4 separate regions of the Sus scrofa genome follow, and all the other regions are linked to region 2. Evidence: chromatin contacts called from public HiChIP or PLAC-seq data. All regions are on one chromosome and are shown on one strand. The core of a region is the stretch at or near the end of the contact, and the rest is flanking DNA. Distances in the headings are between cores, read along the strand shown. Region 1 has its middle 74 kb from the start of HMG20A. Region 2 overlaps PEAK1 (pseudopodium enriched atypical kinase 1). Region 3 overlaps HMG20A (high mobility group protein 20A). Region 4 overlaps PEAK1 (pseudopodium enriched atypical kinase 1).

What was found. HiChIP or PLAC-seq counts read pairs in DNA pulled down with a chosen protein or histone mark.
Region 1: a contact with region 2 is called in an H3K27ac HiChIP or PLAC-seq map of alveolar macrophages. The contact joins two enhancer-like sites. A contact is called at or near these places in 1 of 47 Hi-C or Micro-C datasets (embryonic fibroblasts) and 1 of 2 datasets of contacts at active chromatin or transcription factors (alveolar macrophages).
Region 3: an H3K27ac HiChIP or PLAC-seq map of alveolar macrophages shows a contact between it and region 2. The contact joins two enhancer-like sites. A contact is called at or near these places in 2 of 47 Hi-C or Micro-C datasets (embryonic fibroblasts and epiblast stem cells) and 1 of 2 datasets of contacts at active chromatin or transcription factors (alveolar macrophages).
Region 4: a contact with region 2 is called in an H3K27ac HiChIP or PLAC-seq map of alveolar macrophages. The contact joins two enhancer-like sites. A contact is called at or near these places in 1 of 47 Hi-C or Micro-C datasets (embryonic fibroblasts) and 2 of 2 datasets of contacts at active chromatin or transcription factors (alveolar macrophages and skeletal muscle).

The regions. Positions count from the first base shown.
Region 1 is chr7:57,575,260-57,581,552 of Sscrofa11.1, forward strand. No RefSeq gene overlaps it. Among named protein-coding and RNA genes, the nearest start is that of HMG20A, 74 kb to the left of the region's middle. Within about 2 kb of position 4,027, at least 64 of the 83 cell types and tissues checked have an H3K27ac peak or open chromatin away from gene starts, as enhancers often do. A contact at or near this core is called in alveolar macrophages, where this site is marked.
Region 2 is chr7:57,407,434-57,413,796 of Sscrofa11.1, forward strand. The region is part of intron 1 of PEAK1 (pseudopodium enriched atypical kinase 1); the gene reads right to left. Among named protein-coding and RNA genes, the nearest start is that of PEAK1, 34 kb to the right of the region's middle. Within about 2 kb of position 1,913, at least 5 of the 83 cell types and tissues checked have an H3K27ac peak or open chromatin away from gene starts, as enhancers often do. A contact at or near this core is called in alveolar macrophages, where this site is marked.
Region 3 is chr7:57,553,929-57,559,689 of Sscrofa11.1, forward strand. HMG20A (high mobility group protein 20A) reads left to right here. Exons shown (of 11, transcript XM_021099019.1): 6 at 533-665; 7 at 2,132-2,163. Among named protein-coding and RNA genes, the nearest start is that of HMG20A, 53 kb to the left of the region's middle. Within about 2 kb of position 1,568, at least 2 of the 83 cell types and tissues checked have an H3K27ac peak or open chromatin away from gene starts, as enhancers often do. A contact at or near this core is called in alveolar macrophages, where this site is marked.
Region 4 is chr7:57,274,185-57,280,407 of Sscrofa11.1, forward strand. It overlaps PEAK1 (pseudopodium enriched atypical kinase 1), which reads right to left. Exons shown (of 6, transcript NM_001244188.1): 3 at 4,256-6,223. Among named protein-coding and RNA genes, the nearest start is that of TSPAN3, 90 kb to the left of the region's middle. Within about 2 kb of position 4,882, at least 18 of the 83 cell types and tissues checked have an H3K27ac peak or open chromatin away from gene starts, as enhancers often do. A contact at or near this core is called in alveolar macrophages, where this site is marked.

The sequences.
Region 1 (6,293 bases), core at 2,777-5,276, 170 kb after region 2:
TGAAGGAGACTGGACAAAAATATATTTGGCATCATTCACAGAAGGGTAATGTGAGAAGACATCAGTGATACAGCCAAAAGGTTTATGGAATCAGCAAATGGGTTCCTGTTAAGGGTGCTTCTGCTATCTTCCAGGATAGAAATTAACTAAAGGCAGCTGGGTCCAGGCAGTGGCTGTAAAATGATAACCTTCTATTTTTCTTGGGGTTGGTGGATTTTTTTAAATGGACTTGATATGTAGCAAAAGAAGTTTCTTGTTTTGAAGGACAAGCTAACATGGTCATTATGGATTTTACTCATCCCTCAAGAGAATGAATATTTTATGTATACTCATTCATTCAAACATTTTCCAAGTATTTATTCTGTGTTTTGGGGTGTAAAGGTGAGGATGTCTCTCTCCTCAAGAAGCTCACAATATAACAAAAAAGAAACACAGGGAGTTCCTGTTGTGGCTCAGCGGTACCAAACCCAACTAGTATCCATGAGGATGCAGGTTCGATCCCTGGCCTCACTCAGGGGGTTAAGGATCCAGTGTTGCCGTGAACTGTGGTGTAGGTGGCAGACATGGCTCGGATCCTGTGTGGCTGTGGCTGTGGTGTAAGCCTACAGCTGTATCTCCAATTAGACCCCTAGCCTGGGAACCTCCATATGCCTTGGGTATAGCCCTAAAAAAAAAAAAAAAAAAAAATTCTCCTGGTTGCTCTCTGAAGACTGGTTGTAAGGAGCAAGCATTGAAGTAGGGAAGTCAGTTGTGGCTGTGGCTGTGGTCCCTGTGGGAGAGGGTGGGAGGGCAGACTGAGGCTGTGCAGAGAAGAATGGAGGGGAGAAGAGGATGGAACAAATCTATTTGAACAGGATGAGTGATGGGCTAGAGAGGGGAAAGAGTGGGAAGAGACCGTAGCTGTGGGCTTGGAGTACCATTTATTGGGATCCATCTGGCCCTGTTGATTGAGGTGGGCAGCCTGGAGGAGGAGCAGACTTGGGGGGTGGACAGGTGGGAGTGGCTAGAAGTCAGAGATCCTTGTGGACATGTTCGGTTGAGATGCAGGAGGGGAAATATTAAGTAAGCACCTACATTGACAATTCTAAAGCTTTAGATAGGTCTGAACTTGGGGTGACATTTACTAAAGACGCCCAGGGAGGCTTTTTATGTTAACACTTTTCTCTCAGATCCTGGCCCTGCTGTGCAGACAAAAAGTCAGGTCCCGCCAATCTCTTCCATCCTGACTAAAGATTTCACTGTCGGAACATCTGCCCTACTACCAACCTTCACTATTCCTTTGTTCTGCCCTTGACACCAGAAACAGCATCTGGACCCAGGTGCAACTTTTCTGTTGGCTTAAATCAGGCAGTATCTCTAAAGATGTTTAGAGCATTTAACTTACATAGGTTCCTTGTGTGGGATTTCTGCAGGTGGAATTTTGCATCTGTAAAGAAGATGCTGAACTTCCCAGTAGCTTACTGTGAAATAATATCTGTTTACCATAGCTGATGTTATAGCAAAGATTTATTCATATCTTACAACAGGATGAAAATACAAGACAGACCAAGTGATTTGCAGCACCTGAACATGCTAACAATATGGGGGAAAGGGCTAGAGATGATAGAAACTTGTAAATTATGATCATGCTAAGAAGGGGTTTCTCTGTAGCTTGAAAACCTGACCCACGGCTAAATGGGGCCAAGATTAATCATGTCTTGATCTTATATATAAGCCAAAGATCTTTTCTAAAGACCGTGCCTATTAAAGCAGTAAAGACTCTTCTGCAGGTTATACCATAATGAGCTCCAGGCATTTAATGAGAGAGACAAGGGCTATTGTTGAAAGTGGTAACCTTCACCATCTAATGTGAAAACGAAATAGGCTTGCTTGCTCTGCAAAATGAGGGACCAATTCAGGACTCTCACAATTGTAGATGCTTTGGTACAGGCAAACTTAAATGTTCTGGGAAAGGAGGAGAGGTTTTTGTTTGGTTGGGGTTTTTTTATAATTAGGTAATGATTTTACCTGCAAGTGGCTGACTCCAGGCTGCAGGCCCCGAAGCTTTAGAAGGCAATGGAATAAAAACAGCATTAAGGAATAAACCACCCAGGAGTTCCCTTTGTGGTGCAGCGGAAACGAATCCGACTAGGAACCATGAGGTTGTGGGTTCGATCCCTGGCCTTGCTCAGTGGGTTAGGGATCCAGCATTGCCATGAGCTGTGGTGTAGGTTGCAGGCACGGCTTGGATCTGGCGTTGCTGTGTCCGTGGTGTAGGCCAGCAGTTGTAGCTCTGATTAGACCCCTAGCCTGGGAACCTCCATATGCCGCAGGTGTGGTCCTGAAAAGACAAAAGACAAAAAAAAAAAAAAAAAAAAAAAAGAATAAACCATCCTAAGGAGCTTGATCTCCTTGATTCTGAGGAGGGGAGAGGTGGCTTCCGTCTCTGTGACAGTGGCTGTCTCAGATAAGGGTCATTGCCTGGCCAAAAAAATATTACCAGCATGAAAGAAAATGTTTTTACCCACTGTTCTTTGTTTTTAGGCTCCCAGAAGTCTCTGGCCTAAGGATTTATGTTAAGGTGTATCATCTCCTCCTTTGATGAGAAGGAGGAAGTGCCAGGATGTAAGCCTGACCTTCCTCCCCAAAGCGCAACCCTCAGGGACTGTCAGCTAGACAGAACGCTGCCTCAGGTCCTGGATCTCACTGCACATTCCTGCCCCACTTGCTGCTCTCTGACTTCCTCTTGAAGTCCCAAGAGACAGAGGGCGGCAGGGGCAGGAAGGGAACCAGCAGGGCCTCCAAGGCCGAAACCCTTTCGATGCCTGAGCCCCAGATGATTTGCCTTGGTAGGTCGGCCTTTCTGGGCAAGAAGAGAGGGAACCTCTCAGCTCTTCCCGAATGTCCCTTTCTGCAACAGGGCAGCACAAAACAAGCCAGATCATTGTGTTCTTGGATATAAATATTGATTCTAGGTGGTGTTAACATTCCGTTCATAAAAGAATGTAACATATTTCTCCCACATCATATTAGACAGATGTGTTGTTTGGCCAAGAGAAGTCCAGAGTGCTGGCTTCTGTGGAAAAAATGTGGACATTTAAATGCATGCAGCTTTGGGAAGTCTAGGGAGCAGTCTCAGAGTAGAAGGCAGGCGCTTCCCCAGTGCCAGCTCTGCCCTCCGCCATCCAGTTTCTCCCTTCCCAGCTGCACACTGCGAGTCACACTGGCATTTCTAATCGCTTGTAATTTAGGAAGATGCTTTCTTAGAATTAGGTCTTGTTTCTCAAGAACCTGGAACTATGAGCATGCGCTGTCTTCAGGAGGCACGGAAGGGCAAGGCTTTCATTTTTTGCTTTCTTCCCCTGGGGGAAGATCTGGGGGGTCCGCTCCTCTGTTTTGTTTTTCACCTTCCACGTGGGAGGGAAGGGCAAAGGCTTTGGACCAGAGGTGGTCCTTCCAAGCATTCCACCCAGGCCTGACCAAGCCCCAAAAGACTGAGATTTGCTGGCTGCCTTGGCAAGGCGAATTCCCCACATTCCACAAGCGCTCTTGAGGGGGACATAGCATTAATGAGAAAGTGGAATTCTTGATGCGGATGCTGCTCCCTCGGTGCCAGTACATTTCACACAGACCGATCCTCGTCCAGCATTTCGTAAGAGAGTGGGAGAGCCCATTTCCAGATGTGTGAGCGCCGCGTTGACAGAGGTGCTGTCAGGAGAGCCACTGCCCTCTGCCGTCCTGGCCCGGAAGCGCCACGACGCTGGGGAAGAACCTGGGGCTTCAGAAAAAACTGGCGGCTGTCAAAATCCGCAGCGGACCCACGCCGGGGCGGAGGGGCCTGCAGCTCCTCGTTCTGCAAACATTGAGTCTGCGAGGGGCTGAATTCTAGCTGAGGCTCGCTGGCTCTCTTTATGTTTTGTGGTTGAGAACGAGCCAGAAATGGAGAGGATTTATAATGAAACCCCGGCCTCCGGCATCATCCGCTGGTGGCGTTCTGAGAAGGCGAGGAGAAGTGGGCTGGCTCCGACCCTTGAACCTGGCCAGCAGGCCCAGGCGAGGCAAACAAAGAGGGCAGCTTGCCCAAGAGGAGACCTCCCGCTGGATAGCAGCCCTGAGGCCACTCCCTCGCCTGGAAATGCGGCTCCTAGAGGCCTTGCTGGCTCCAAAGCTTCCAGCGAGGGGAAGTTGTAACTGCTCCCACTCAGGCCTGCTGGCATCTCCAAGGGGCCTCTAGTCCTGGCACCGCGGAGAGCCTGGCTCAGCTTACAAGCTGAGACCCAGCTGCCGCCCCCTCCACCCCACCACCCACCGCCTGCCAAGACTGCGGCTCAGCAGCAGGCCCAGGGTCAGGCTTGCTGCTGAAGTGTGTGTGTGTGTGTGTGTGTGTGTGAGAGAGAGAGAGAGAGAGAGAGAGATGGTGAAAGATAGGGTGGAGATATTCAGGTGGAGGTCAGAGGGAGGTTGGGGAACCAAATTCCTTGGACAACCTTGCAGTTTTGGAAAAAGACACGAAACAATCAGTTTTTGTTTTTTGGAAGGTTTTTTTTTTTTTTTTTTTTTTGTAAATGGATCTCCTCCCTATTGGGAGAAGAAAAACCCAACCCGCCAAACAAACCCCTCACAACAATGCCCTTCTCTCTCTGGGACCAATTTCCAGACTGCACAGCAGTCCTGACAAGGTCAACAAGCTGGAGCTGTAAGCGGAAGATCTTTATCTATGTGGGAAATAGGAAAATCATTTGACTGATAAAAGGAAATACAATAAATAGCATCTAAATTCCTGGCTGCATTCCCCGGGGCCCCTCCTCTGCTGGAGAAAGTGCGGAGGGGCAGGAATACATGTGCTGCTCCAGCATGTTTAAAAATAGCATACAGCACACAGCCCTTTCTTACCTTCCAGAAAGACTTCATTACCGGATCCTCAGCCCTGAGCCTGCAGAGCTGCTGCCGGCGCTTTCTTCTCCCCGAGCTAGATTTTTCTTTTTTGGAAACGTTAAGGCAGTGCGTGTGATACATTTTACTCACGGGCCAGCTCCTGCTCAGCTAGTTTCAATCTGGGCACGTCTCAAGCTCACGTTGAAAGTCCATTGTATTTAATGGGGTGTTAACTCTGTTTATTCTCTGGGACTTGTGCAGTAATTTTACACTCTGCAAAACTAGCAACTTGAACTTGAAGTGGTGTGCCTCTCTCCCCATCCCCACCCTCATGGACCTCAGTCCCCAGGCACCTTTGGCCTTGACTCCCAGGTTTCCTTCAGCCCAGGTGGCTAAATGAGGTCTGGATGGAGCCAAGAAACCTGGGTTCACAGCCACTGCAGCCACTGGTTAGCATGGGTCTCTTCCTCTCTTGGAGACTCAGTTTTCTCATCCGTAACCTGGGGATTTTAATCCACCCTATATACCTTAACAGGCTGTTGAGATGCAGTAATGTCATAGTGGAAAAACATTCAGCTGAGTTCTGTAAAGACCCTCATTCCATTATTCCAAACTAGGCCACTGTCTGTGTCACTTGCAACATCTCCAGACCATCTCTCCATTAAAACCTGGGTGACTTGGGTAACTGCAAAGCTCACTGATAAGACAGTGTCTTTGCTGTGCTGCTGTAGTTTTCTTTCTTTCCTATGTGTGTGTGTGTCTTTTTAAGGCTGCATCTGTGGCATATGGAAGTTCCCAGGCTAGGGGTCAATCAGAGCTGCTGGCCTACACCAGAGCCACAGCAACACGGGATCTGAGCCGCGTCTGCGACCTACACTGCATCTCAGGGCAACACCAGATCCTTAAACCACCGAGCAAACCCAGGAATCGAACCTGCCTCCTTATGGATACTAGTCAGGTTTGTAACCCACTGGACCACAATGGGAAGTCCTACTGTGGTTTTCGAATTCCATGATTCCTTCTAGGTCTATTTGTGAGCACTCTGCTCTCAGGAAACAGCTTTCTCTACTCTCGCTTTTATTTATTCACAGTGCTTGGCCCTAAAAGGTGCTGAATAAAGAAAAGACTAAATGATCCCCTCTAGCTCTGAATCTCTGGGTCTAGATCAAAATAACTGAACCACATGCAGCTTCTAATAAGCTATTAAGTTCTGTGTGAGCTACATCTTGGATTATCCCACCTGATCTAAAAATTGTATTCTTAAGGACCTTCCAGAGTCCCCACTGCTCAGATACCATCTGGACCTTGGCCCTCTCTCTCTCTCTCTCTCTCTCTCTCTCTCTCCAGGAGCCAGGCTTTCCCTTCTGCATGTCAACAGCTCAGATCTGAATCTCCGGGCCCCTCCTCACTGGAGTTCCTGATCTCTATTTCCAGCTCCC
Region 2 (6,363 bases), core at 663-3,162:
AGTGGTTAACGAATCCGACTAGGAACCATGAGGTTGCGGGTTTGGTCCCTGCCCTTGCTCAGTGGGTTAACGATCTGGCGTTGCCGTGAGCTGTGGTGTAGGTTGCAGACGCGGCTCGGATCCCACGTTGCTGTGGCTCTGGCGTAGGCCGGTGGCTACAGCTCCGATTCAACCCATAGCCTGGGAACCTCCATATGCTGCGGGAGCGGCCCAAGAAATGGCAACAACAACAACAAAAGACAAAAAGACAAAAAAAAAAAAAAAAAGAAAAAAGGACAAGGAATATTTACCGGCTGCCTACCACCACATACTAGGCATAAAGCTAGAGAATATCACAACAAATCTATAATATAGTTTTATTGATGAGGAAACTGAATTCTGACAGCTATTCATTAGCAGAGCTGGGATTTAATAGGGTCTGAGTGATGGGAGATTTTCTTTCCATAGTGCCACACAAAATTCACAGAAGAGTAATTAAGAAATTCAGAAAGCATAAACACAATAGGCAAGATAATTATTTTTGAAGCAAAGGAATTATATTCACTTAAACATTCAGGAAATGACAAAAACACAAGTTTTAGATCATTGGAAAACTTCAATCTACATGCCAATTAGGCAAAGAAAAATAAGTCAGACATGGCAAAACATTTATTTACCACCAAAGTTGCTTAACAGGTGTATAAAGACATAAAAAGTACAGGAACGTTTTTAGACTAGGTAAACAGTAGTTCATATATTACATTTCCTCATAATCTAAAATGGGGAGTTCCCGTCATGACTCAGCAGATCCACAAGGGCGCAGGTTCAATCCCTGGCCTTGCTCAGTGAGTTAAGGATCCAGTGTTGCTGCGAGCTGTGGGTGTAGGTCAAAGACGAAGATGCGGCTCGCTCGGATCCTGCATTGCTGTGGCTGTGGCGTAGGCTGGTGTCTACAACTCTGATTCAAGCCCTTACCTGGGAACCTTCATATGCCACAAGTATACCCCTAAAAAGACAAAATATAAAATAAAATAAAATGTAAGATATTTTTCTTTTAAAAATCATATTTATTTTTATTAATGTATATAGCCAATGGGCTATGAAGTGATTTTGCTGCTTATAAAATTAAGTGCCAATATATATTTGCAATTTACTAGTAAAGCATGATTTCAAACCAAATTACAAAGCAAAACAAAATTTTATCTTGGTTGCTCTGCTCCTTCCATCACCTGGAGAGGCACTGCTAAGAGCAAAAATCCAGAATCTCCATTTTCTAGGTATGTTAGAGGACTAAACACTGCCAATCAAAGCAAGGGCTACTATTTTCCACTAATACAAAACTAAAGTTATGCTTCCAGATAATAACAGTTTTGTCTTATCATTTAAGAACTCAATCACCCAGATAATCTATAGCCAAGTCTGAATCTGGTCTTTTTTTTTCTTTTTTCCCTCTCTGCCAATCAAAATGCTCTGGATGAGTACAACTTTTACCTAGGTTAGAGTGAGCTGGTGTATAATCGTTTTAATATTTGATATAATCAAGCAAATAAGAAAAGTAAATCAGAGGAGAAAATTCATAGCATATTCTAATGATCTGTACAAACAGTCTTAAGGAAATCGGCAATAAGACTCACACTGATGAGCAAGGATGACCTAGACATGACCATTCTGTTGATCTACAGAGCAGTTTTTCATCACTGCATCAGTGATTATGCATCAGTGATGACACAAGAACAGCAGAACACGTAAGTAAAAATGTATCCTTACAGCACCAAACTTATTAAAAAAAAAAAAGTAATAAAGGAGGCTTCTAAAAGCTTACTTCCCAAAAGAAAACAAGGATGATGGGGAAAATGCTGACTACAGTCCTTTCCAGCTTGAAAAAAGATACAGTTTCTTTCCTCAATCAGTTTTGCTAGTCAGTTAACTAACATCTTGGTTCTATTTTAAGGGCTGGGCCTACTCACTGTCTGAATCACCAGAGAGAAGGAAATGCCTAACACTAAAAGGAAAGAAATACAACTCAAATTTTTATACGTGTATAAAACTTTGAAATCATGGGAAAAAACACAGTAAAAGCAAAAGTCACCTTTTTTTCTGATTCAAAAAGCAATCATTACAGAAACTTTGGAAAACATAGATCTGTATAAGTAAAAAAAGAGGTCATCAGCAACCCCACCAAATAGAGATAATTAAATACATACATCAACATGTAAACAGTTATTTCTTCAAAGAAGGGTTTGTGGGCACATGCTACAAATCCAGAATCAAACTTCTTCCCACTTGTCCAAACTAGCATTATCTATTGACAAGGTTATTACAATAGCGTCTTAAATTATCTCTATTCTCCAAACCCTGTTCCTCTCCAGTCTACTCTACACAAAAAAGCCAAAATGATCTTTTTAAACATCATTTATATTTCATTTCTCTGCTCAAAAATCCTACAATGGCATCCCGTCTCAGAGTCTTAGGGTAAAGGTCAATGTGCTTACAACAACCTATAAGATAACTGTTCTGGCCCTCCATTTGCATCCGTAATCTCTATTTTTCTTAGCTTATTTCCTATACACTTTCTCCCTTGGTTTATCTGTGTTGGCTATACTGATCTCCAACTTTTTTTTTTTTTTTTTTTTTTTTTTGTCTTTTTGCCTTTTCTAGGGCCACTCCCGTAGCATATGGAGGTTCCCAGGCTAGGGGTCTAATCGGAGCTGTAGCCACTGGCCTACACCACAGCTACAGCAATGCCATATCCTTAACCCACTGAGCAAGGCCAGGGATCGAACTCGCAACCTCATGGTTCCTAGTCGGATTCATTAACCACTGAGCCACGATGGAAACTTCTGATCTCCAACCTTTTGCTGGAACACATAACTCATCTCTGACTGAAGTCTTTGGACCTGCAGTTCCTGCTATCAAGAATACTCTCCCCCTGCCCCCACCCCACCCCCACCCGTCAGATAAAAAAATCGCTTTCTTCTCTCTAGCTTTTTTTCAGGTCTCAATTCAAAGGTCACTTTTCAGAGACTCCCCTGACTCACTTTGTCAACAGCAAACTTCTTGATCCCTTTCCTTGGTATTCCCTATCTACCTTACTCTGTTTGTTATATTTTTTCGGGAGAGTATTATCACCAGCTGACTGATTATTTGTTTACTATTCTGTCTCTCCTGACTAGAATGTAGGTTCCATGAAAGCAAAGAAAGGGTATTTAGATTCTAGAACAATGCCTGGATTGTCACTAAGTATTTGTGAATAAATGGCTGAATAATTACCTGGGATCAGAATGTACCTAAAATTTATACTCAGCTTTTGTCATTTACTACTACCTAGTACAGCATTCCTAATTTTTGCATAGCATTCTATTATAGATAGAGTCCACAGTATATTCACTTTTCTATTTTGTATATTTAGGTTCTTAATTTATAGTATCATAAATACCCTTGCAAACATTTGAAAATCCTTGTATACACCAAATATCCTTGAAATATGTCTTCTTGCATAGTTCTGATAATTAATTAATTAATTTTTTTGGGGGGTCTTTTTAGGGCTGCACTTGTGGCATATGGAAGTTCCCAAGCTAGGGGTCAAATCAGAGCTGCAGCTGCTGGCCTACACCACAGCCACAGCAATGCCAGATCTGAGTCATGTCTGCTACCTACACAGCAGCTCACGGCAATGCCAGACACTTAACCCACTGAGCAAAGCCAGGGATCAAAGCCACATCCTCATGGATACTAGGTGGGTTTGTTATCACTGAGCCATAACAGGAACTCCTGGTCTTTTCTACAGGGATAAATTATTTTAAGTAAAATTGTTGGCTCAAAAGTTATGTATATCATCAACAATTTTAACACACTTTTCTAAACTACCCTAGAGAATGGCTATATCAATTTATTCCACCCCTAGTGATATAGTACTACTACATTTCTCCTCACCAACAATAGGTATCTGGGCCCTTTTTCACTGAAACGCAAGAGTTGATAATTTTTTCTGAACCAAAAAATAATGCATACCATCATACAATATTTTCTATTTGTTTAATTTGTTTTATTTTGTTAAAATATTTAAGACAAAAATTTGAGAAAAATATAAAATTTATTAATGACAGTAGTTGTTTCCAAGCATCATCTTCCACACTGGTATTTTCAATTTAAAAAGCTTTAGCAATCTGGTAGATTTTAAAATGTGCCTCAATTTAAAAAAAAAAAAAAGGTATTTAATTGTTTTCCTTAAAATTTTTTTGTTTGCTGATGAGATTGACAAAATTTTCCCATGTTTATTGGTTGTTTAAATGTTCTCGGAGTTCCCGTCGTGGCACAGTGGTTAGCGAATCTGACTAGGAACCATGAGGTTGCGGGTTCGATCCCTGCCCTTGCTCAGTGGGTTAACGAAAAAAAATGTTCTCTTTGACAAACTGCATATTCATCACTGCCCATTTCCCTATTCAGGTATTCACTTGCTTACTGATTTATGAGCACTCTTCTTGCATTAAAGGTGTCAAATTTTTATCATGTGGCAAATATATTTGTTCATGCTTAACACTGGTCTATTAATTTTTTTAATGGTATAATTTTTGTACAGCCAAATCAATCATTTTTATATGTGGTGTCTTTGTTTCATTCTACATTTGAAAGAACTCTTCAGTATACAACCAACATGCTATCAAGGTGGTCTCTGACTGGTTGGCATTCTGGGTATTTTTTCTTCTTTTTGGTTATATAACTATTTCCTTTAATAAATAAATATATATATAAGAAGAAATATTTTCTTAAATATTAAAAATAAGAAAGGCTTTCTCTACTATTTGATCATGTGTGTGTGTGTGTGTGTATACATATACATATATATATATATATATATATATTTAAATTTTCTAGGATTGCACCCATGGCACATGGAGGTTCCCAGGCTAGGGGTCTAATCAGAGCTATAGCCACCGGCCATAGCCACAGCAATGCGGGATCCAAGCCGTGTCTGCGACCTACACCACAGCTCACGGCAACACAGGATCCTTAACCCACTGAGCGAGACCAGGGATTGAACCCGCAACCTCATGGTTCCTAGTCAGATTCGTTAACCATTGAGCCACGATGGGAACTCCTATGTGATCATATATTTACATACGTATTTACTCAAATTCTACTATTCCATTTTAAGAATATTACATTATCTTATCCATCCAAAATCTTAGTTTCTGATGTGAAGTACAACTATAATTTTAGTCTTCCAATTTCTAAGCCAATTTTCCAAGTACCATTTGTTTACCAATTCTTTCTCCCAATGAGATGAAATGATATCACTTTCATATACTAATATGTCTTTTTCCAAACTGTAGTTTATTCTATTATGGTCATCATCATATGGTTTTAATTACTGCAGGTTAAAAAAAAAAATCTTCTGGAGTTCCCGTCGTGGCACAGTGGTTAACGCATCCGACTAGGAACCATGAGGTTGAGGGTTCGATCCCTGGCCTTCCTCAGTGGGTTAAGAATCTGGCGTTGGCATGAGCTGTGGTGTAGGTCACAGACCCGGCTCAGATCCTGTGTTGCTGTGGCTCTGGAGTATGCCAGTGGCTGTGGCTCTGATTTGACTCCTAGCCTGGGAACCTCCATATGCTGCAGGAGCGGCCCAAGAAATGGCAAAAAGACAACAACAACAACAAAAAAAAAAAAAAAAAAAAATCTTCTAATACATGGTCATACAATTCCAACTTCATAACTCTATTCCTTCAAAATTTTTCTCTTAAACTTATGGTTCTAGGTTCATTTTAGAAAACTTTGTTAAATTTCCCTACCTACTCCACCCCTGGATGAAAAAAGTTGGTTAGGATTTTGACTAGAATGGCATTAAATTCACAGATCTGGAAAGAATCCATATATTCCTGAGTCTTTCTAATCACAAACATGTTTAATCTTTCTACTTATTCAAGTCTCTTTATGTTTTGGTGTAAAATTAAGTTTCCTTAAAATAAGTCCCATACTTTCTGGGGTTTTTTTGGCTCTAAATACTTAATGGGATTTTTTGTTCCATTACAGTTTCTAACTAGGTATTACTATAATATTGAAAAATCACTGACTTTGATACGCTTAGTTTACAAACAACCATGTAACAATATTAGTTTGGATAGGTTTTCAGGTAATTTTCTGAGTTTTTTTTGGTAGAATATATTATACCACCTATGAATAATGATCATTCTTTCTTCTCTGATCTTCGCTAATGACCACACCCCAACATGCAGTCTTTCTGGTCCTAACTACCCTTTATTCCAGGAAAAAAAAGCCTCCCATCTTGCTGACTTTCTACCTGTTGCTTCTGCTTGCTCTTATTCCTCAGAAGTGGAGCATATGCAGTAAGGATTTATTCAGTATCACTTCCATTTACAACCT
Region 3 (5,761 bases), core at 318-2,817, 150 kb after region 2:
TCTCACAGTAGTTCGTTTTAGGTCCACTGGATGAGGTCATTCTTTTTTATGCTCTTTATGTCTCCACTCTTCTGGCTCTTAAAAGGCCCATTGATGTATGAGATCATCCCCTCAGAATGGGTTGGGGATAAAGACACAAAGTAATATTCCATCCTTTCCCCTGGGAAGATTAATTGTGCCTATGTGGTGTTTAGTCTTCTTGAGGATTCTAGTGGCCATGTGTAGTTCTATCTATAGGATTAGAGGAAGAACTATAATCATGTTCTTGTGAATTTTTTATGAGAGTGATCTCAGTAGAACTTGTCTTCAATAAGTTAGAAAAAGCCATAAACAGTCTTAAAAGTCAGAATCACCTATTACTTTTATAATTGAGCGTTTTTTTCTGATTCACGACTTTTTTTTTTAATTCTCCCTTAAAGTTATTCCTCACGTGTACTTTTCTTTCCATGTTCTAATTGTCCTCTGTTTTCTTCACAGAGTTCATTGGTATTTTACTTCAATAAGATCTATTTCTTGAACATTTCTTTCCTAGCGCTACCTTGATGAAGCAGACAGAGATAAGGAGCGTTACATGAAGGAACTGGAGCAGTATCAGAAGACTGAGGCCTACAAGGTCTTCAGTAGGAAAACACAGGACCGTCAGAAAGGCAAATCTCATAGGCAAGGTATCAGAACCAGAACCAAATGTATCTGTAGTTTGTTTTTGCATGATGGGGTGTCACAAAGCCTACTATTAGAGTGCTAAATATAAAAGATACATTTCTCTCATTTCTCTATTATACTACATTCACTTAAAAACATCTTGGAGTTTTATTAAAATCACATCGCTCTCATTTAGAAATTTCAGTTGGTATTTCCATATCCAGTATCAATTTGGCTTGTACTCTAAGACCCCTTGTAGTTGCCCTGTGCTTTTTTTCTTATTCAGTTTAGGCATTTCTCTGCCTCTAAACAAATCTGCCTACTATGCTACATAATTGCCTTGCTTTAACACCTCTAAGCCTTTCATGTGATCATTGATGGCCTTTCACTGACCATCCTTTTAATTCACTCATTCATGTGTGCCTGTATTCAAAATATGTATTGAACACTTCCTGTTACATATCAGGAGCTAACCTAAATATTAAGGATGCAAAGGTAAACAAAACAGTCAAAACCCCCATCTTCACGGATCTTTTAGTTTCCATTAAAATTGTTCATCACAGAGTTCCTGTCATGGCTCAGCGGAAACGAATCTGACTAGCATCTATGAGGATCCTGGGTCTTGCTCAGTGGGTTAAGGATCTGTCATTGCTGTGAGCTGTGGTGTAGGTCCCAGATGTGGCTTGGATCCCACATTGCTGTGGCTGTAATGTAGGCTAGCAGCTACGGCTCCAGTTCAACCCCTAGCCTGGGAACCTCCATATGTCGAAGCTGCGGCCCTAAAAAGACAAAAAATAAAATAAAATTGTTCATCACACTCTTACAAGGATTGCTAAAAGTTCCCCTACTTGAGGAAATACTGCCAAAGCTAAGCCTGACATTACTTAGCTATTGCGTCTTCTCCTTTGGGCATCTTGCCTGCTAAACTATAATGTTGTGCAAACAGCCTTTGGCATGTATTTCCTGTCCACTCTATTCTCCTCAAAGATAAGAATGATGTCTGCTGTTTCTCATGTCTTTTTTTTTTTTTTTTTTTTTTTGTCTTTTTGCTATTTCTTGGGCTGCTCCCATGGCATATGGAGGGTTCCCAGGCTAGAGGTCGAATCGGAGCTGTAGCCACCGGCCTACTCCAGAGCCACAGCAACGCGGGATCCGAACCTCATCTGCAACCTACACTGCAACTCACTGCAACGCCGGATTGTTAACTCACTGAGCAAGGGCAGGGACCGAACCCGCAACCTCATGGTTCCTAGTCGGATTCGTTAACCACTGCGCCACGACGGGAACTCCCTCTCTTATGTCTAATTGGCTAACCTGTAAGATGGAATTCCCTTTAACTTTTGTTAACTGACTGATTAATAAAGCTATTATATTTTGAGAGCCCACATATACCAGCAGTTTTTGTAGTTTGGCACAGTCATTTGCTTGGGTTTTGTTACTGTTTTGTTTTGGTTTTCAGCTTAATATTCTTATTCTTTCATATTTTTAGATGCAGCCCGACAGGCTACTCATGATCATGAGGTAATTAACTTTCTGTCTACACGTTGTGTGTATGTGTATGATATATGTATATAATAGTGATGCTATTTGAAATGCTATTGGACCATTTTTTTAATCACAGCAGAATATTTTCTGTCCCATAATTAGGACTGGGTTAGTTGCCTTTAGCTCGAGGATGCTTAGCAAATGGCAGACACTTATGTTATGAATCTGTCCTTGAACTAAACCCCTTAACTCCAGCCCCTCTTGTGACCCAAGAATTTTATTCGCTTTAGATGCTAAAGATGGCTAGAGCTTGGAGTGAGGTGTAGAAATGAGGACCAACTAAAAGCTGTAAGCTGACTATAGATTAACATCATCAGATACTTTATTCCGACTCCCAAAAAGTTGTTACTTAGGGAATTTGGCATTTAATTTAAATGAACTATTCGACTACAGCATGTGCAGAGCACAAGTGACAGTTATCTTGGTTCCTATGCCTCCTTTCCTGCTGGCACATATTTTTCTCTGGCCTTTTCCCTTCCATTTGGTTCAGCCTCAGCAATAGGATTTAGGCCTATGTGTAGGCTACGGTTAATATATGGTTGTAAGAAATTAAATTTGTGGTAATTTCATGCTTGAAAATGCTCAATGACTCTTCATTGCTTACTAAATCATATTCAAATGTAGCAATCAGGGTTTTCTGTAATTAAGTCCCAATTTCCCTTTCCAAATACCTTAAACTCTCATAATTCCCATATGTAGTTTATGTACTTAAAAGCCTTTAATACTGGAGCTCCTGCTATGGCTCAGTGGAAAGAAATCTGACCAGCACCCATGAGGACAGAGGTTCAATACCTGGCCTTGCTCAGTGGGTTAAGGATCCAGCGTTGCAGTGAGCTGTGGTGTAGGTCGAAGATTCGGCTCAGATCCCGCATTGCTGTGGCTGTGGCATAGACCAGCAACTGCAGCTCTGATTCGACCCCCAGCCTGGGAACCTCCATATGCCAATGGTTCGGCCCTAAAAAGACCAAAAAAAAAAAAAAAAAAACCCAAAAACTTTAATACTCACTGTCCTCCAGGTGCTTCATCCTTCTCTGCCTCGTGCCTGAGCTCAAATTCTTCCTTTGACACAAATACTTTCTTTCCCTCACTTATTTTTTTCTATTACCCTCTCCCATTATCCCATTTTGCCTCTAAATTCTAGTCATCTATCAAACTCTACTTTAAGCTCCATTTCCTCCTGCAGCCTTTTCTGTTTCCTCCAGCTCCCTTTAAACCTCATGGCTCTCTATATTTTTCTTAACGCACTTAGCTGATCTGGCTAAGGTGCTGAAGTTACCTGAGTGTTTCAGTTATTAACACTCTTGGATTGTAATCTCTCTGAAGGTATACACAACCTAGTTTCCATCTTGTACCCATCCTTGTACCACCTAGAATGATGCCCTTGCATAGAGGAATTCTTCCATAAATATTTACTTATTTTTATACAAAAATAACCCCCGCATTTGTTGAAATGAGTGGAAATGTTCACAAAAAGAATTTTCTTTAAAAAAATAAAAAATAAAAAAATAATAATAATTTTCTGATATACTCTTTTGTATGTATTGGATTTTTTACTGAATCAAGGAAATCATTTTTTCAAAATAGTAACATTTATCTTGGAGTACTCATGCCTAATTTGGTATTTGTGACCTTCAAAACAGAGAAAACTTTTAGATTCACGAGTCAAATAGATTTATTACATCCATGAATTATGAAATGAGAAGCATAGTAAATATTAGCATTTTATTCTTAAATATATCCTATATAAATGAAGTTATATATGAAATCTCGGCTCCAATTAGGATGAATTTTTTTTTTTTTTTTGCTTGAGAAACTATGTACGTACGCTTTTATATTTCAAATCATAATTGAACAGTGTTGTAAGCTTTCCATATTGCCGGATACTTGTATAATTACTTATTTCTCCTTCCTCGTGTGCCCACCCACTAATACTGTGAAACTTCTGTACTTCTTTTTTGCCCTATTAAGTAAGCATCCTTTATAGTGTCTCTATCCTTAACGGATAATAAAAAAAAAAAAACTTGAACAGTAATCTAAAACATTAGATCTCACATTTTCTATTCAGCAACTGATTCCTTTCAACATTATGGATTTTGCTGGCCAAACCATATGTGGCATTTTTGTCTTTAATAAAGTTGGTAGTTGCAGTCAGAAAAGATTTAGTAGATTTAGTCAGTCATAGAAGCTGAAGATTTGAGAAATGAAGCTTTTTATTAAAATACATTATTTAGTATGATATGAATTTCTGTGATGCATAAAAAGGAATAAGTTTCTGTGTGATTTCCTTGTTTCAGGATTAGACACATGAAACCAAACAAAGCAAAGGAAAGAATAGGTGAAGAGGCAGCAGTAGTTTCTTAAATGTGTATACAGTAGGCTCTGTAATTCTGTCCTGTGTATCCTCTCATCGGGATAAAGTTATTTTAGTAAGGTTATTGACTTAATTGATGCCCCTCACTTTTATCTATTTTTATTTTTCATTGAATACTATCTTACTAGATAATTTCAAAACAATTGCAATAAAAAAACTGGCTTGACAGTTTTTAAACATAGTTACACATAACCTCTTGGTATAATAAGAGTTAAGAAAAATACGAAAGCATTATGGAGTGGGGGGGGCACAGAAAACCCCCCAGAAAGGAGGACCTGAATCAGACCTTAAAGATGATCCCTTTTGTGGGGGCACTTCAGGGTGGGTAGGATGACTTGAGCAAAGTTATAAAGAACTTTATAAAGAGCCAGTATCTTGCAAAGTGTCTAAAACATCCAGTTTCTTAATACATGCTTATTTCCCTTTCCTTATCCTTAGGGGTAAAATGACAAATGCAGTAGAATAGTCCTCAAGCTCACTTCAAAAATACTGAGACCTCAGAAATCTTCTCAGTTGACCCCCTCATTTTGCTGATGACGAAAAGGACTTGCCTAAGACAGGAAAAGAACTTCCCAGAATCACTTATTGAATTAGTTAGAGGCACAACTGTGACTGAAACCCAGGCCTCTGCAGTCCAGTCTTAATGTAGCACTCTTGGCAGCACATGCCACACTATATGGAATAAACTGTTGAAGGTTAAAAAGGGCCTGGACGCCTGGGATGTCAGCAAAATTTGTTGCCACTTGAGACAGAAAACAATTTGATTTGTGTATATGTAGTAAAGAAACCTATTGTATTCCTTAATGGAACTTAGATTCCTAAGACATTGTTACCAAGGTAGATACTGGAGAGCATATTAGAGCTAAAGAAATGCTGACCTGAAAGCCATTCAAGCCATTCTGCATAGCAGTGGGGCACTTTAGTCTGGTACACAATATTAAGAGCATTCCCTAAAGTAAAGAGCACTTGAGAGAAGTATATCACTCTATGAAATTCTGGCCCTGAGCCTAGATCACAGCAAAACAGTTTCAGATCAAAAGGTCTCTGTTCTCTTACCCTCCACTCAATATATAGAATGTGTGAAAGAGTGAAGAGTTTTCTTGCTCCTCTCAAATCAAAAGCCAGCTTGCTAGACCCAGAAGTCAGCTAGTGTTATTCCCAAGAAAGTGTCTAAATCCCATGTAAAGATGAAGATAGAAACAA
Region 4 (6,223 bases), core at 3,632-6,131, 130 kb before region 2:
GAAACTACATCAATGAACTTTTTTGCTCAGTTACACCTTAAAATCCATTCATCTAACTTGCAGTTTCAATAGATCTTTTACTCATGCATAATTTTATAACATCCTGCATTGGGTCATTTGGAAATTACTGGTTCACTGAGTTTTGTAGATCTTCTAAATGTTGACACATTTCACTCTATAATTTAAAAAATTCCTTTTTGCCAATGCCACTACCAATCTCCCCAGAAAAAATGTTAAGTATTAGGAAGCTTATGGTAGCAGATCCAAGTTTTCAAAAATTCTTATTTTGCTTGAAAGTTTGAGTTTTCTCATTGACAACAAATACTGTCAGTTGTTTCCCTTGAGGTAATAGGCTCACTATGTTCATTCTTAAGAAAAGATCTGCCAAACACCCAAATCTGAATAACCACAGCTGGTTTGCCATTTGTTCTTTCAAAGTGGTCCATGAAAAAGCGGTATTCAAGCTTTGCAATTCAAATTCTAAAATTCAAACTATTTTGCAAGTATTTTTCCTTGAGATAAACATACTTTGGAATGCAGCATAAGTACACTATGTGTATTTCTCATTTTATCACACAGAATTTTTTTTTTTCCTTTTAGGGTGGTACCCGTGGCATATGGAAGTTTCCAGGCTAGGGGTCGAATTGGAGCCACAGCAACACCAGATCCCAGCCGTGTCTTCTGCCTATACCGCAGCTGTGGCAATGCCGGATCCTTAACCCACTGAACAGGTGGAGTCAGGGGTCAAACCCATATCCTCATGGATACTAGTCAGGTTTGTTACCAATGAGCCACAATAGGAACTCCCAGACGTTTTAAACATATACTCAAGGGTTGAGATTTAATAACAATTTCTACTCATCAAGAACATTCTTAAGTGAAACTGGTAGTTTTTTTTTTTTTAACTACTAGTACAATACGGTGCCATGATTTTAATTTCTGTAGGTGTAAGCACTTTAACACACTACTGTTTTTGCATCATCAGTGCAAATGTCAACACAGTGAGAAAGACAAATGTCTTAGTATTATTATGAAAATGGTGACTTCTGCGTGGTCCTTATTTGACCTGGCATGGATCACAACTGAAGAACCACTGGTCTGAATAGACCAGTTATACTTTTCCAGTTGCCTGCCCTGCTTCTGTTTGCCGTTATCATCTCTGTGACTTTCCATATGTTGTTCCTTTTGCCTATGGTGTGTTTTTTCCTCAGCTGGCAAAATTCTATTCGTCTTTTAAGATCTGGTTTATATTTCATTTCTGTGAAGCTGATTTTATTTCTTTAAAGCTGATTTAATCACTGTTTTTTTGTGTGTGCTTCTGTGCTACTCCAAACATACATTATTTTAGCATTTATCACATTGAGGGCAAAGGGGCTACTAACATTTATAAGCACTCAGTATGTGCCAGACACGCTTTTTACATGTTTTATGTGTTTTATGTGCTAACATGTTTTTACATGTTTTCTCATTATAGCCTCAAATCAATTCCATGTGATAGGTAATGTTTTAGCCACTGTATACTGAAGGATCAGATAGACAGCTGAAGTTAAAATCAAACCCAAGTCCTTTATGTGAGCAGTGTTATACTCTTTCCCCCTATTTATCCCTATGACACATATATGGCACAGTTAAGATATTCAATTTATATGGCATGGACAGTCAAATAAATGAACTTAGTAACAATCTAATCCTATAACAAAAGGTTCTACAAAATCCCTCATCTATCAGAGCCTAGGGTCAGGCCTGTAATAGACTACTTTTCATTCCTTATATACTATTTAGATATGGAATCTTCATTTACTTATAGAAAAACTTGTATTCCCATTTCTTGCAGCTATGCGTTCCCAGCTGATGGGATGGTAATTTAATTATTACATTGCCACCAAGCTGGAAATACAAATGTTGACATTTGACAGAAATGTTTTTCCTCTCAAAGTTGCTTCAAGTAAATATTAATGGTACCCAAGTAGATGAAGCAATTATTGAAAAAGCAAATGGTACATCTTTTTCAAAATGAGTATTCATGTTTTAAATTTTCCAAATAGTTTTTTAAAACTATTTAATACTTCCTTTTCTACTTAGTTTGGGACATTATGCAATGTAAAAATTCCAAAGTGCCTATAAGAAAAGTTTAATACCTCAAAATTGCTTGCTTAGACTACAGCACATACGTTTAGAATAGTGGTAACATCAGTGGTTCTCAAAGCGTGGTCTTAAGTCTAGTAGCGGCCATGTCACCTAGGGAACTTATTAGAAGGACTCAACTCAGACCTACTTAATCAAAATCTCTGCAGGTGGGGCCCAGCAATCTGTATTTTAATAGCCCTCCAGTTATTGTGATGCATGGTTAAATCTGACAACCAATGTGGCAAATGCACCACATCATTTGGATAAATAAATGTTACCTATAAAGGACTGATAGATTTGGAAGATATGACAGCCCCTATACAAGCAAATCTGTGAAAATATAAGCTGTATAGTAAGAGATCTGCCACACCAAGGGCCTGGGCTACCCTCAAGCCCACATACAGTGGCATGTAGCCGAAGGAGAGGGTCTTATTCCATAGAAGAGAAGCCAAATCATTCCTTGACTCTGCCCTCCAGGATATGGATAAATATACTGTAGCCATACTTAATGAGGAGTAAAGCTATTTATTGATCATCTGCCATTCCCTTATAGGTGACTCCAACCATGCATTGTTTAAATTGCTTCTTTTCTAAATAAAACAGTAACCTGCAATACATGCATTTTATTACTACTGGAGTATAATATTCTATCATCTACTTTCAACTACCAATGACAAAGCCGTTCTTCCCAGAAATACATTACCACTATTCCACTTGCTTTGTGATTACATGGATATAAGGAAAACAGGAACTTGTTAGCATTTTGGCAACCATTTGGGGATATGCAAAAAGTTTATTTTAGTAAAGAATATATATAAAGCTTCCTAGCATTTTGCTAGAAAAAGTGAAGGGATTAAGTGTTCATTTTTATTCACACTTTTCTAAAGACAAGCTGGTGAGAAAATCTGTCCTATATCAGAGTTTTCTGTCTTTGCTGGGAGGAGGCCAGGCCTGGCAGAGAAAGCTCTCTGTAAATCAAGAGGGAGGAAGACTAAAAATCAGATGAATGGAATACTCAGGGCATATCTTTGTTTAAGAATAAAAAGAACAGGGGATATAAAGAAATCATTTGTTACAAACAACAGTTCTTTGTTTTTATTGGCAGTTCATTAATTTTGCTTACGATAGAAATGAGAATGAAAAAACTTAAGCATCCTAAACAAATGTTTATGTGAATGTTACATGTGAAAATATACAAATTTTGTTTGATCTTATGTTCCTTAACAATGTAACATTATTGAAAGAATACAAATTTTACAGTGAGATAGATCAGGGTTTGAATTCTGACTTTGACAATTACTAGCCTCGTGAATCTGGCCAGTTAATTTCTCTGATTTTTAGTTTCCTCAAGGGAAATATACAACCAGTTTGTAGGGCTGTTACAAGGATTTGAGATATATACAGGGTAGGTGATCAATGAACCTTATAGACGGTAGGTTACTCAAGGTAAAAGAAAACTAATGCTTAGAAAACTGATGTGGGTGTACTAGTTGGATAGAAGATTGTAACACTGGGTCTCAATCTCAATAACCACTTCTCTTATTTCATCTACATGTTAAACAATTATAAACTGCTTGCTCTTTCCCCCACCTTTCCACAACACTTGAAATAAGGACAGAAAGAGACAGCAATAAAAAAAAAAATACAGTCCTTTTAAAAAATGCATATAGAGATAACACCTCAATGAAAGCTCTCCTAATCCCCACCAAAAGAAAAAGCCTGCTTAAAGAGTTTGATTTCATTTACCATGAAGAAAAGAACAGTACCACCATTTACCCATTTGATCCCGTTTCTTCCTCACACTGTCATAGCATATTTCAAAGCAACATATTACTTATTGCTATTAAAGTGTTACGGATTTGCTTTTCTATGGTAAAGCCCCTTTGCATTTACTGGAATGCTGCAGGTTACTTTAGCTAAAAAATCCAGGAGCATAAACCTTGTTCACTGCAATAAAATCACTTTAATAATATTCTAATCTTGGAATGCAGTTATAGAGACAGATGATGGCCGCTGAGTGCTACTCACAAACAAAAATGGCTCTTATACAATCTTAGGGATGCAAAAAACCTTAGCATCTGAAAATGTTTTAAAAAATCCCCACATTCTGCCAGCCTCTTTTACATACCTGAGAATTTTCTTAGGTATCTGTGATGGAGAAGAGTGACTTCTTTTCTTCTTCTCTGAGTCCTGTAGTAACCCATCCTCCATTCCACTCCTCTCTGTGACTGCTGACTGCTCTGCCCTGGCTTTGCCCTGATCCACACTGAGCTGGCCTTGGGCAGGCTCACACCTGTACATGAAGACAATGGCTGGCTTCTCGTTGGATTCCCCCTTTGCTTCTGTGAACCAGTGGTGGCGCTGAACTGGAGGAGGGGGCAGCATGTGGATGACCGTGCCATCCAGGCCCACCAGCTTCCCTTTCTCTCGGTCTTTCTCTTTGTCTTCTTCCTCATCTGTTTTCCGACGGCGGAAGAAACTTTTAAATGATATCCAGCGTTTAGGTTTTGTATCAGCTGCCCGTCTGCTGCCTTCTGAGTGCAGAACTGATTCAGCTTCTGTGGACCTGGTAGGGCTGGTTGGCTTGGTCCAGTTGGTGAAATGCCTCTGCAAAAGGTTACTTGCGTGGTAAGGGGAGGATGTAGAGCGTGGTGGGGGAAAGGGAGGTGGTGGCTCATTTGGGGGGTTAGTCACTAATTTGGAGGGGGGAGTGGTGACTGGCTTCATGAGTGGATCTTTCTGTACTTTGGTGGTAGGACTTTCTGTGGTCTGAGGTGCTGCTTCAGTCTCACTACTGGGCTGGGATGTGAAGAGAGATTTGGGCCGGGCCGGTGTGCTCTTAGGTGTGCTCTTAGCAACACTGGCATCGGGAGGAACTGCATAAAGCTCTTCCACGCTGCAAGCTTTAGGGCCAGACTGGGGCATTTCTGGAGGAGACTGTGGGGGTTGGATAGAAGCTACAATCTGAGAAAGCACTGTGCTCGCTTTCTCCCTGGTGCTGCTGCTGTTGCTCACGACCTGAGACTCCTGAGTGCTTTCTGTTTTGGCCACAGGTTCTTGAGTGGTTCTCTGGGGCTTTGTTGGGGAGCTGTGGCTGGAACTATAGCTTCTCTGCGGTGAAGACTGACCTCTGTTAAGACAGCTGTTAAACTCCTGAACCTTCTGAGCCACTGAGCCCCTTTTACGCTCTGTGCTGTTTGAAAACCCTTTAGCTTGGGGACATTCAGTGGGTTTGTTAGTGGTGTTATCAGACACTTTGCTTTCAGTTTCTATTTCTTCATAAGTATGGCTTATTACACTTGTGGTTTTTTCCTTCACTGAAAGTTCTCCACTTGTTCCGAGAAAACTTTTGTAAATGGCTAGATTGTCATATGCATTTGGATTGATGACAATGGGAACTTTGATAGCATTTTTGGAGCTCCGAGCATAAGTTGGCTCATCATGAATGATAATTGGAAAAGGTGGCATACCAGCATTGTTATAACTATTAAATTTTATTTCAGACAAATTAGGTGACTTAACAGGGATAGTTTTGGAGGAAATGTTTGTAGCCGTGGGTGAAGTAGGTGCCGATTTGTGACAGTTTTTCCTTGGAGGGACATTTGGTCCGGCCCCACCGCTAATTAATTCTACTTTAGGTATCTTCTGTCGTGGACTGGTACTGGAAGTCCAGACTTCCTGGTAGCGGATTGCACTGGATTTTTGGAAATGGGCACTTACTTGTCCTGATGTCAATGCAGGGGATGTCACTGGAGAGTTAGGAGTAGAAGATGAGCTCTTCGTTTTGGGGCTGGTAACGGGGCCCTCGAGGTGCTCACTGGCCATGGCTGCTGACACATCCACGACAGTGTAAGGCTTGCACAATGGCTGCTCCAGATTCACTACTCGGTATGGCTTTGCTTGCTCTTCTACAGGAACGAGGTTTATAGTTACTGCTTGCCCAGCAATATCTGTAGAGGCTTTACTTTCTTGCTTCTCAGTCTGAACGGCAATCTTGCCATCTTTCTCTTCTAATCGGAGAGCAAGGACCGCTTTGTGTGTCTCTGGAACTTTTACTGAGCTTTTGGATGCTTGTGCTGAGGTCTTCTCCTGATTA